Linked DNA regions of Mus musculus: region 1 is linked to region 2. The links are chromatin contacts, called in public HiChIP or PLAC-seq maps. All regions are on one chromosome and are shown on one strand. Each heading gives the region's core, a stretch centred on a gene start, on an enhancer-like site or on the middle of the called end of the contact. The rest is flanking DNA. Distances are from core to core; before and after follow the strand shown.

Region 1 (4,612 bases), core at 1,888-4,387, 870 kb after region 2:
GAGAATAATAATAGTAGGTTCTCCGCTAGGGCCTATGGCCTATCTAGTCATAGGTACTTAGCCCTGTAATAGTGCTAGGTTGAGTTCCATCTAAAAACTGGTCTAGTTATTTGCAGTTTTGGAAAAAAAATCTTTAATAATGTGAATGTTCTTTCAAATTTCCAGTGCAGTAGTCATTAGCCACATGCAGTATTTGAGGACTCAACATATGGATAGTAGAATCAAACTGAATTTTTATGTTCTTTAATTTTAATTAAAGTAACTACATAACCACCACTTTAGGCCCTTGCCTGGACAGTTGGTAATTTTCTGAGCCCTCCACTGGGGTTATCTCTGCTGTGTATTCTAGTTTGCTTTCAACCTACAAATAGGAAAATACCCACTAAATTTATCCTTATGTCTTCCTATTGCTGAAGGTCCTTTAGCCCAAGAGAAAATGTGTAATGAAGCAGTTTTAAGAGATTTTCCTAGTGCTAGAAGTAAGAAGAAAAGTAGATTACACTTTCCCTCGGCCCCCATCTGATTCCATGCCACCGTGAAATGTTCCACTCTACCTCAGTTGACTAAACCAACTTATCATATTTAGTTTCAAGATTCATATAGCATCTTCCTCATTTTTGACTAGTTGGCAGTATAGTTGTGAATGATTACTAAAATCTCAGATCAAGATCTTATTCTCATTAGATAAGATTTGTTCCTCATTAGTTTTGCTCAAGATTACTGATGGTAGCAAAACGGTCTCCCTGTGCTTTCTTACTCTGAAACTGTGTAACTAGTGTTGTCCATAGCACGATATGAGTTCTAGATGTTTGAGGATGATTGATAGTCTTGGGGGCTTATAAGACTATTACTAGCATTATGTAACTTATAGTGGAATCTATTAAAATAACAGAATCATGAAGGGATAGCCAGCTGTATCTGAGTATAAAGTATGCCCTTTATATTTATCTTATAGGTAATTTAATTATGTTTTGATTATAACTATAGTGCTAGTTGGATTGATAGCATTACTTTCTATTGATAGCATTACTTACTATTGTTCCCACATACCAATAGTTCTTTCACAAAACAATGTCCTTTTTTATATACCTGTATAGAAAAAAAGATACATGGTTAGTGTTCCCAATGCCAAATCTCTTTAATGCAGGTGGTTCACATAACTGCTTGACTTCATATGTCTGCTTCGTGTATTTTCATTGTGGTTATAAAATTATATAAAATCATTGTCTCCTCTACATTTTTCCTTTACCTGCTTGAGCCTATATTAATTTTTTTTGATTAGAGTATTTCAGCCTACAAGTCTTCATGGAAGGAAACAAATACAAAGCTAATCAGCTGTCCACCAACTCTGAATATTGCTGGGGCTATCAATAGCCTTCAAATGTAGCCATGAGGTTGGAGGTTTGATGAATGTTTGTGAATGGTGGTTTTAGGGAAGCCAGCCTATTTCAGTGTTGAATTCATAATCACTGTATAGTAACACATCTGTCTCCTGCTGTTTTAATTTCAGTATCTACTAGAAATGAAAAGCTTAATCCTCCCACCAGAACACATCCTGAAGAGAGGAGACAGTGAAGCGATAGCATATGCATTCTTTCATCTTGCACACTGGAAGAGGGTGGAAGGGGCTTTGAATCTCTTGCATTGTACGTGGGAAGGCAGTAAGTAATTTTTTTTCTTTGAACAATCTTTAAGAACATGGAGTGCTAGAACTGTTTATGCCTCAACAGTTCATGATGAACAATGAGAATTGGCAAGTCTGTTTTTTGTTTGATGCTCCGGATCCCCAGAGATAGGGGTGTTGCTCTTGTGGTGCCACATCAAGATTAGAAGCATACCTCCATACAAGAGATAACTGATCTGAGTCTGCTAGATAAATGCTTTACCACCCAGCAAACCCTCTCTGGAGATCTGCCCAGCCCCTTGACATCATTGTCACAATGAAGTCTTGTGCTGGACCCTGCTTACTGTTTTGTATAGCCTCAGCTGTAGAGTTGGATAAGAGACACAGTTATTGCACTGAAATGAAATTGAGCATCCACAAAAGCACCCTAGATATGTTTCAAAAAGCAGCAGTGTCCACTATGGGAGTGGCTTCTGGGAGGTGGGGCACCCCTGTGAATAATAAATGTCTGTTAGATGGCCCTGTCATGTTGTCTACAGTTGCTGTCATTCTGTGTAGGGAAACAGGCTCTAAGGGCAGGTGACATGCATGTCTCCACCTTCTCCTCCTTGTTCTCTGTGGGCAGGAGGAAAGGGATGCCTGTGTCAGCTGTCTGGTGATGTTTTCAGAAGGTAGAGGTTTGTGGGTTAGAACACCAAGGGCAAAGTCTGGCAACAAGTGAGCAAGCCCCGAGAACCAGGGTGATAGAGAAGCAAGCAGAATATGTCAAGAAATGGCAAGTTGTTGGGCTGTTGGGAGACTGTGAATTAAGGAAGAAGCAGCAGTCCTATGTTATTGGACAACATGGACAGTGAAGCACTGCTAATCCCCAATTAAGCAAAGCAAGCATAGCAGCTGGCATTTAACCAAATAATATTAGAGTGTCAGTTTTTTCCTGTTGTATCCTAATTTTAATCAGGCTCACAAACAAGTTTTTTTAATCCCCTTTTTTCTCTATCTTTTCTGCTTCCATTTTCACTTTGATAAGCTTCGGTTTCTTCTTGTTTCTGCCGTTCATGGCTCAGGAAGAGTGTAGCTTGGTTCAGGAAGTGATGTGGGCTGAAAGTAAATTGACAGAGATGCTTTCAAAAGCGGTTGGAAATTTTTTATTACTTCTTGGAAATTTTTTTCTCAGATAATTAACAAGCTTTCTTTGTATAATTTTCTGCTTACAACTTGAAAGATATGGACTTGACAATGCTTCTCCCTCTGCTTGGTAAATGCAATATAGCCATGTGTTGAGGTCAGTAGACTCCCTCAAGAAACTATGTGCTTGTACACAGTCTCCTACAACTTGTGCTGATCATGGCTTGTAATGCTGGTTGTTAAAAGGACAAAAGGAAATGTTAATTCAACATGAGAAAGATTCCTAAGAGCTCATCCAATATGAGTCATCACATCCAGTGTGGAAAGCTAAACAGAGGAATTGGCTTAGAGCCATACCAATAGGTTGGCATCCTTGGAACACGAGTAGCAACTCACCAGTTGGACCTCCTGGAAAGGATCCACAACTGCACAAAGCTCAGGGTGATAAATACATGGTCTTAGCAGTGACCACGAAGAGTGAAAACATTTGTTTGGGAGAATGATTGGAAACACCGGGAAGACAGTAATCAGGGAGCAGCATGGAGTTTCTCTGAAACAACTGGGAAGGGTCATGAGACAGAGAGAACCAGACAACTACACGCTGAACTGCCAAACTGAGCAGGGTAGGAGTACCAGGGAATTACCTTAAGATGCATGGATAGAAGGCATTATTAAGATTAAGTGGGTGAATTTTTATACATAAAATAGTAAGGTAAGGAAACCAGATCCCTATAGAAAATGTCAGCTGGGAATTTGATATTTACAGACAAACATTTCCTGTAAAAAGCAGATAGCTGTGACCCCAGCCCAAATCTGGTCCAGTGCCATTCATTCTCCAGAGACAGCCATGCTGAGCAACTGGAGAGCAGATGTGCACGAGTGTGCTTCCTGTGTGCTAGATGCAGGAGGAGAGCTGAGCACCAGGAACCTCCAGGCATGTTTTCACGCCCAGGTGTTGTCCACGGGTCTTGCGTTTGTGTCTTTTCGCTTGCAGCAGGGATAATGTTCTAGCTTAGGCAGAAAGCCGTTGCTGACTCTGGGCTCCAGTGCGGTGAGCGGCTACTCAGTGCGGTGAGTGGCTGTTTGGTTCAGACAGTCAGGAGGCGGAGCAAGCCCACATTTCTCCTCTGCAGTGAGTGCATGGAAGGGAAGAGACAAGTTGTCTTTGAAGCATTTGCTTGGAAGGTAAAAATTTAGATTTACATCACCACATATAAGCTAGAATATGCTGTCTTACACTTAGTACTTCAATAGTTTAGAAAGTGACTCATCCTGGTTAAAATTAAAACATGCTATTTCTCTAACATTGCTTTAAACATTTCAATAATAATAAGAAAATAGACAGTACATGTGTATAAAAAGGGAAAGAAACGGAAGTGAACGTACCTAACCTCAGCTGCTGTGCTGAGCGGCGAGCAGCTTCCATTGTGTTCTTGACATTGGTACTCGTCACGTTTTGCACAATTTTCATGTGTGGTTTCAATAAGCAAAGATGTATACGAATTTATGTGTGTATGCTTATGCATTCACATACACATATCTAGAAAAAAATTCTCATGATACATGTTTTCAGCCTTTCTTTTCTTTTCCTTTTTTTTCTCTTCTTTTCTTTCTTTCTTTCTCTCTTTCTTTCTTTCTTTCTTTCTTTCTTTTTTAAAGAAAAAGCCTTAAGGCTTCCCTGCAATTTAGAAGAAAGTATTACCACTCCAGCCTCAAGCATTTGTTTGAAATCTTTTGGCCTTTCTTCTAGATCTGTGATTTTTTTTTTTTTTTTTTACATTTAAATTAGAGATTCAGTTCTGTGTTTAAAAGATTTCTTTTTACTCTTTTAAAAGTACGTGTATGGGGCTGGGAGGGACGGGT
Region 2 (5,209 bases), core at 1,742-4,241:
CCAAGGGACATAGTGAAGTTTTCATTATCTCAGTCTGTGACAGTGACTTCAGCTTTGAAAGTATTTAAAGTGAAGGTAGATTAAGATCACAAATGTGCTCCTATGAATCTGAGTCTAATAGTACAAACATTCTACTTAACAAAAGTAGAATAAAATAGCTACCAGAATCTCTCCCATCTTGCATTTCTTTTACCTTATGATATGGATGCTTCTCCAATTGCATACTGTGGTCTATTCTCCCTTTGATTCTAAGTGGTGCTTTAAGAAGCCTGTTCAGAAAATGGTCTGTCCTTCTACCTTGCTTTCTTGGAAGGTAGAATGTCTTAGAACTGAGGCACCATGATATCAGAATGTTTAAACCATCTCAGGTAGAAAGAACCCACAATAACTATCACACACCCACAGACAATTCTTTCTCAACCAGTGAATGAGTGGCCTTTCTCTATTAGGTTTCAAGCCATTCATCTAAAACTCACGATGCCATGGAACCAAAGATTCCCAATGAATGAGATTCCCATGAAATCCACAAGAGCCAAAGGATGATTCAGTAGTTGGAGCAACAACACTCAGAAATGCTTTTACAGTCCTGATTATGGTTTTTATATTGAAGGGCATGGGTTAAAAACAGCAAAGGAAGTCCATACTGGGATCAAGGAGAGAGCAGGCATGAGCATCCCACTGTCGGCCCCGATAGAGCTATGCACACAGCATTCAATTCTCTCAATCACAATGTGCGGCAATCTGATAATATGTTGCTGATCAGAAAAGCCCCCGTGAGCATGGCTGGCCAGGATTCCCATTCATAAAGCCATAGAATGAAAGCCTCTATGACAGTCTTACTCAGCTCCTCCTCCACTCAAGATGCCAAGATATCTTATTTTCACACTATCAGTATACACTCTGGTATGGCATAGAGCTCTTGAAAGCGAGAGTATCCTGAGGGTTTAGAGGCCTTCCAGAAGCCAGTCAAGAGGTTATGTTTTGTTTGAGATATACAGGGTTTAAATACCCAAAGACTGTACATTAACCTGTGGCAAACAACCTTCCACAAACTTCCACCCTGCTCTCTAGAATTTGTACTCTTAAACCATCATCAGACACCATACTGTGAGGAGGTCCAAATGGGTTCGCAAAATCACAGCAGGTATAGAGGCCATAGTCATAGTTTCTTGCCAATAGTCCTGATCACTACCCATCATCAAGCAGATATGTAAAGCCATCTCTCGCTTATTCTAGCCAGCAGCTAGATGACTGAGCCATTCTTAGCCCCTAAGTCCTCCAGCTGGAGCTCCAGGAGTCTGAGAACATTGCTTTCTATTGTGCTCCGCCCTAATTCCTGGCCCACACACTTCTAAGCTTTCTCACATGGCTGTTTTATACCACTGGTCTGAGGGCAATTTGTCAGAAAGAATTAGACCAGCAGTTCTCCACCTGTGAGTCTTGACTCCTTTGAGTGTTTTATATCAGATATCATGCATAGCCAATATTTACATTACAATTCACTTACGAAATAGCCACAAAGTTGTTTTATGGTTGGGAATCATGACAACCTGGGGAACTGTGTTAAAGAGTCACAGCTCTAGGAATGTTGAGAACCACTGCATTAGAAGGCCAACTACGTTTAGGGGGACTAGAAGTAGTACCCTGCCAAGAAAACCAACACAGCAGCAACTGGCAGGACTGAGCAGAACCCCAGAGTGTCTCCAGAATGCTATAGGGAAGTCTAAACAATTTTTAGAACAAAGGTGTCTGCAGAGAAAAATCTCAAGATTTTTCTGGACAGTGGGAGTTTAAAGTCTGGAGAACATTTCAAGGATCTGGGAAGTAAAAGACTGTAGGACAGTGGCACTTAGTGTGCAGTGGGTGTTGTCTACAGTGACACACATGGTAAACAATATACCTGGAATGGGACTATCCCATAGATCCACATAACGTGTCCCCCGGCTTACTCTCACCACCTGTGATGAAATGAGAAAAGAGAGAAGTTAATGACTTGCTTAAAGTGGAGTACTGCTTTCTGTTTCTTTTGTTTAGTTGTTTGTTGTTGTTGTTGTTTTGTTTTCTTCCAGACAGGTTTTCCCTGTGTAGCCCTGTGTGCTCTAGAACTCACTATGTAGATCAGGCTGGCCTCAAACTGTGACATCAGTCTGCCTCTGCCTCCTGAGTGCTGGGATTAAACAAGGCAAGCCCCACTGTTGGGTTTCAGACCTGTGACAGATGGGGATACTCAGCTCATCCCTTTAGCAGAATGGAGAATGTTTAAGAAGTGCAATCTGAAGATTGCATTAAACTCCAGAACTCTAGATAAAATTGTAAATAAACTAATGAGATTAAAACAAAACCAACCAACCAACCAAACAAACAAACAAAAAAACCCAATGACTTCAGAGAAAAACAAAATAAATTTAAGATGTTAGTTAAAGGCCTTCATTAAAAAGAGACTAAACCGGGCTGGTGAGATGGCTCAGTGGTTAAGAGCACTGGCAGCTCTTTCAGAGGTTCTGAGTTCAAATCCCAGCAACCACATGGTGGCTCACAACCATCTGTAATGGGATCTGATGCCCGCTTCTGGTGTGTGTAAAGACAGCTACAGTGTATTTATATAGAATACATACATACATACATACATACATACATACATACATAGAAGTGACTAACCCAACATTGACACAATGTAACTCAGAGAGAAGGTATCCCAAGGATACTGTGTGTGCTTCACAGAGAATTTGTGTTGCAAAGAAAAGGTTTCGAAGAGTACTAAATGTGCTAGTCCACGAAAGCCTCACGCTGGACACACAGCTAGGAAAGAATCATCTAGAAAAGACTTGTGACTGTGACTTGGACACAGTAGAATTATATGGGAACACACAGGAAGTTCACAAGGTTTCTGAAGTAATTCTAACAGCAAGGACTGAAAGGGTCTGAGTCACTATGAGATCACAGGGGACTTTGAACCCCTGACTTCTGGGGTCAGGAAATAAGGGAATGAGAATTGGAGTACTTTTGATAGAAAAGAATGACTCAGACAGGAGGTGGAGAGATTGCAAGAGCCGGAGGGAATGGACGGCACCAAGCAAACAGTGTCTTCCAGACACAGCAGGACTGATGCACACCAGAGCTCACAGACACTGAGGCAGCCTGCACTGGGCCTACACGGGTTAATGCAGACTGGACCCAGTGCTGACACGGGAAGCAGACAACAGTTCCCATCCCTAACCAAGGAGCTATCTCCAGTTGACAACTGCCTGCAAAGGAATGATTAGTTATCTCCACTGGACACCCATGTCCAGTAGTGAATGTCCAACACAAAGTGAACTCAGTGCCACTTTTGCAGAGGTTTTTTTTTTTTTTTTGGCATATTCCTTTGTCTGGACACTAGTATTGTTTTGTTTGTCAAACTGGTCTTTTGCTTGTATATTGTGATTTATGGTGCTGGGTTTTATGGGTTTTATTTTATGTGTGCCTTTCTTGTGGCTTTTTGTTTTTTGCCTGTTTTATGTTTTAGAGAAAAGCTCTGGAGTTGGGGGGTCAGGGTGGGGGAAAGAGGGGAGTATTGGGGAGGAGTTTGGGAAGGTGAAACCATGTTCAAGATATATGATATAATTTTTCCATTTAAAAGAAAAATGCCCAGTAGGTTGAACCAATACCGTGAAGAACACTATCTAAAATGCAGAAAAGGCGCTAATTAAGAAAGCAGCATATTGCTTGCTGGATTTCAGAATTGTGGCAGAGCAGTGATTGCTGCATACACTTTTCCAAGCAAATTATGGAATAGTGTCGTGTGTGTGTGTGTGTGTGTGTCTGTGTGTGTGTGTGTGTGTGTGTCTGTGTGTGTGTGTCTGTGTGTGTGTGTGAGAGAGAGAGAGAGAGAAAGAGAGAGAGAGAGAGAGAGAGAGAGGGAGAGAGAGAGATGATTTCCCCTTTTAGTCTAGAGCCTATCAGATCAAGAATAATCATATTCCAAAAGCCACAGCTAATTAGCCACACTGGAGAAGATCATCTATACCGAGACTTGACTTAGATGCTACATATTTAGAATTTGAGATGTGGAAATGTAAGTAACTTAGAACATAAATGTCACTGTATTTGACATTCGGGACATTCGGGAAGAATGGAAGCTTCTTTTTTTTTTTTTAATTTTTTATTAGGTATTTTCCTCATTTACATTTTCAATGCTATCCCAAAAGTCCCCCATACCCACCCCCCACTCCCCTACCCACCCACTTCCCCTTTTTGGCCCTGGGGTTCCCCTGTACTGGGGCATAAAAAGTTTGCAAGTCCAATGGGCCTCTCTTTCCAGTGATGGCCGACTAGGCCAAGCTTCTATGTTTACAGTTGAGGTGGTAGAAGGTCACATCTCTCCCATTCCTCACAGTCTTCTCTCTTGTACAGTCATCAAACTGAGGCAGGGGACTTAGTCTTCTGCCTTTAAATGTGGGCAGTTCTTTATGATCATGTCAAACAATAAAGCATGAGAGATGAGGCAATATGGGGAGGGGGAAGCAGATCATAAGTATACCTTGAAGTCCATTTTGAAACCCAGCCAGCAAGATGTGAAGAAACCCCAGCAGCCCTTAGGGACCTCACTAGAGAGTCACAGACATTCAGGCAACCCTTGCCAGACAAGCAGAGTCCTTATGCAGGATCTCAATAGAGCCATCAGCTAATGCTGCATACAGACAAGCCATTCTTTCCACTTACTGAAGGTCTGTGAACAAAACAGATGTTTTTGGTTGTTGGAATTTGCTGCTTGATGGTAATTGGTAACACAAAAGTAGAGACAAGATTTTGGTCTCCTGTAAAACAATGTTTCTCAAAAGGAAATGATTTTACGTCACAGAAGTATTTGGCAGTATCTGAAGACATATTTAGCTGTCATAACTAGGGTATGATGTTACTGGCGTCTCATAAGTTGACGTCAAATATTCTGTTACACATTCTTCTATACAAAGGACAGTCCTCTACAATAAATGTCAACTGTTTCAAAGCATACTGATTAATGTTTTCTCTGAAATAATAATAAAAAGACAGGTACTTATGTAGGCTTCAATTCCAGCCAAAGACAAAAATAAATCATTTCCTTATGGCATCCCAAATATTTCATCCTCCAAATAAATTGCTTTTTCCTAAAGAAAAACTCAAATGATTCCTTAAAGGAAGATTGTTATAGATGACAACGCATACAGAAAAACCAACCGACCAACCACTG

What was found. HiChIP or PLAC-seq counts read pairs in DNA pulled down with a chosen protein or histone mark.
Region 1: a contact with region 2 is called in an HNF4G HiChIP or PLAC-seq map of pancreatic cancer cells. The contact joins two enhancer-like sites.

The regions. Positions count from the first base shown.
Region 1 is chr6:17,920,479-17,925,090 of GRCm38.p6, forward strand. It overlaps St7 (suppression of tumorigenicity 7), which reads left to right. Exons shown (of 16, transcript NM_001289624.1): 13 at 1,511-1,661. Among named protein-coding and RNA genes, the nearest start is that of Gm52894, 82 kb to the left of the region's middle. Within about 2 kb of position 3,138, at least 48 of the 459 cell types and tissues checked have an H3K27ac peak or open chromatin away from gene starts, as enhancers often do. A contact at or near this core is called in pancreatic cancer cells, where this site is marked.
Region 2 is chr6:17,050,275-17,055,483 of GRCm38.p6, forward strand. No RefSeq gene overlaps it. Among named protein-coding and RNA genes, the nearest start is that of Tes, 12 kb to the right of the region's middle. Within about 2 kb of position 2,992, at least 43 of the 459 cell types and tissues checked have an H3K27ac peak or open chromatin away from gene starts, as enhancers often do. A contact at or near this core is called in pancreatic cancer cells, where this site is marked.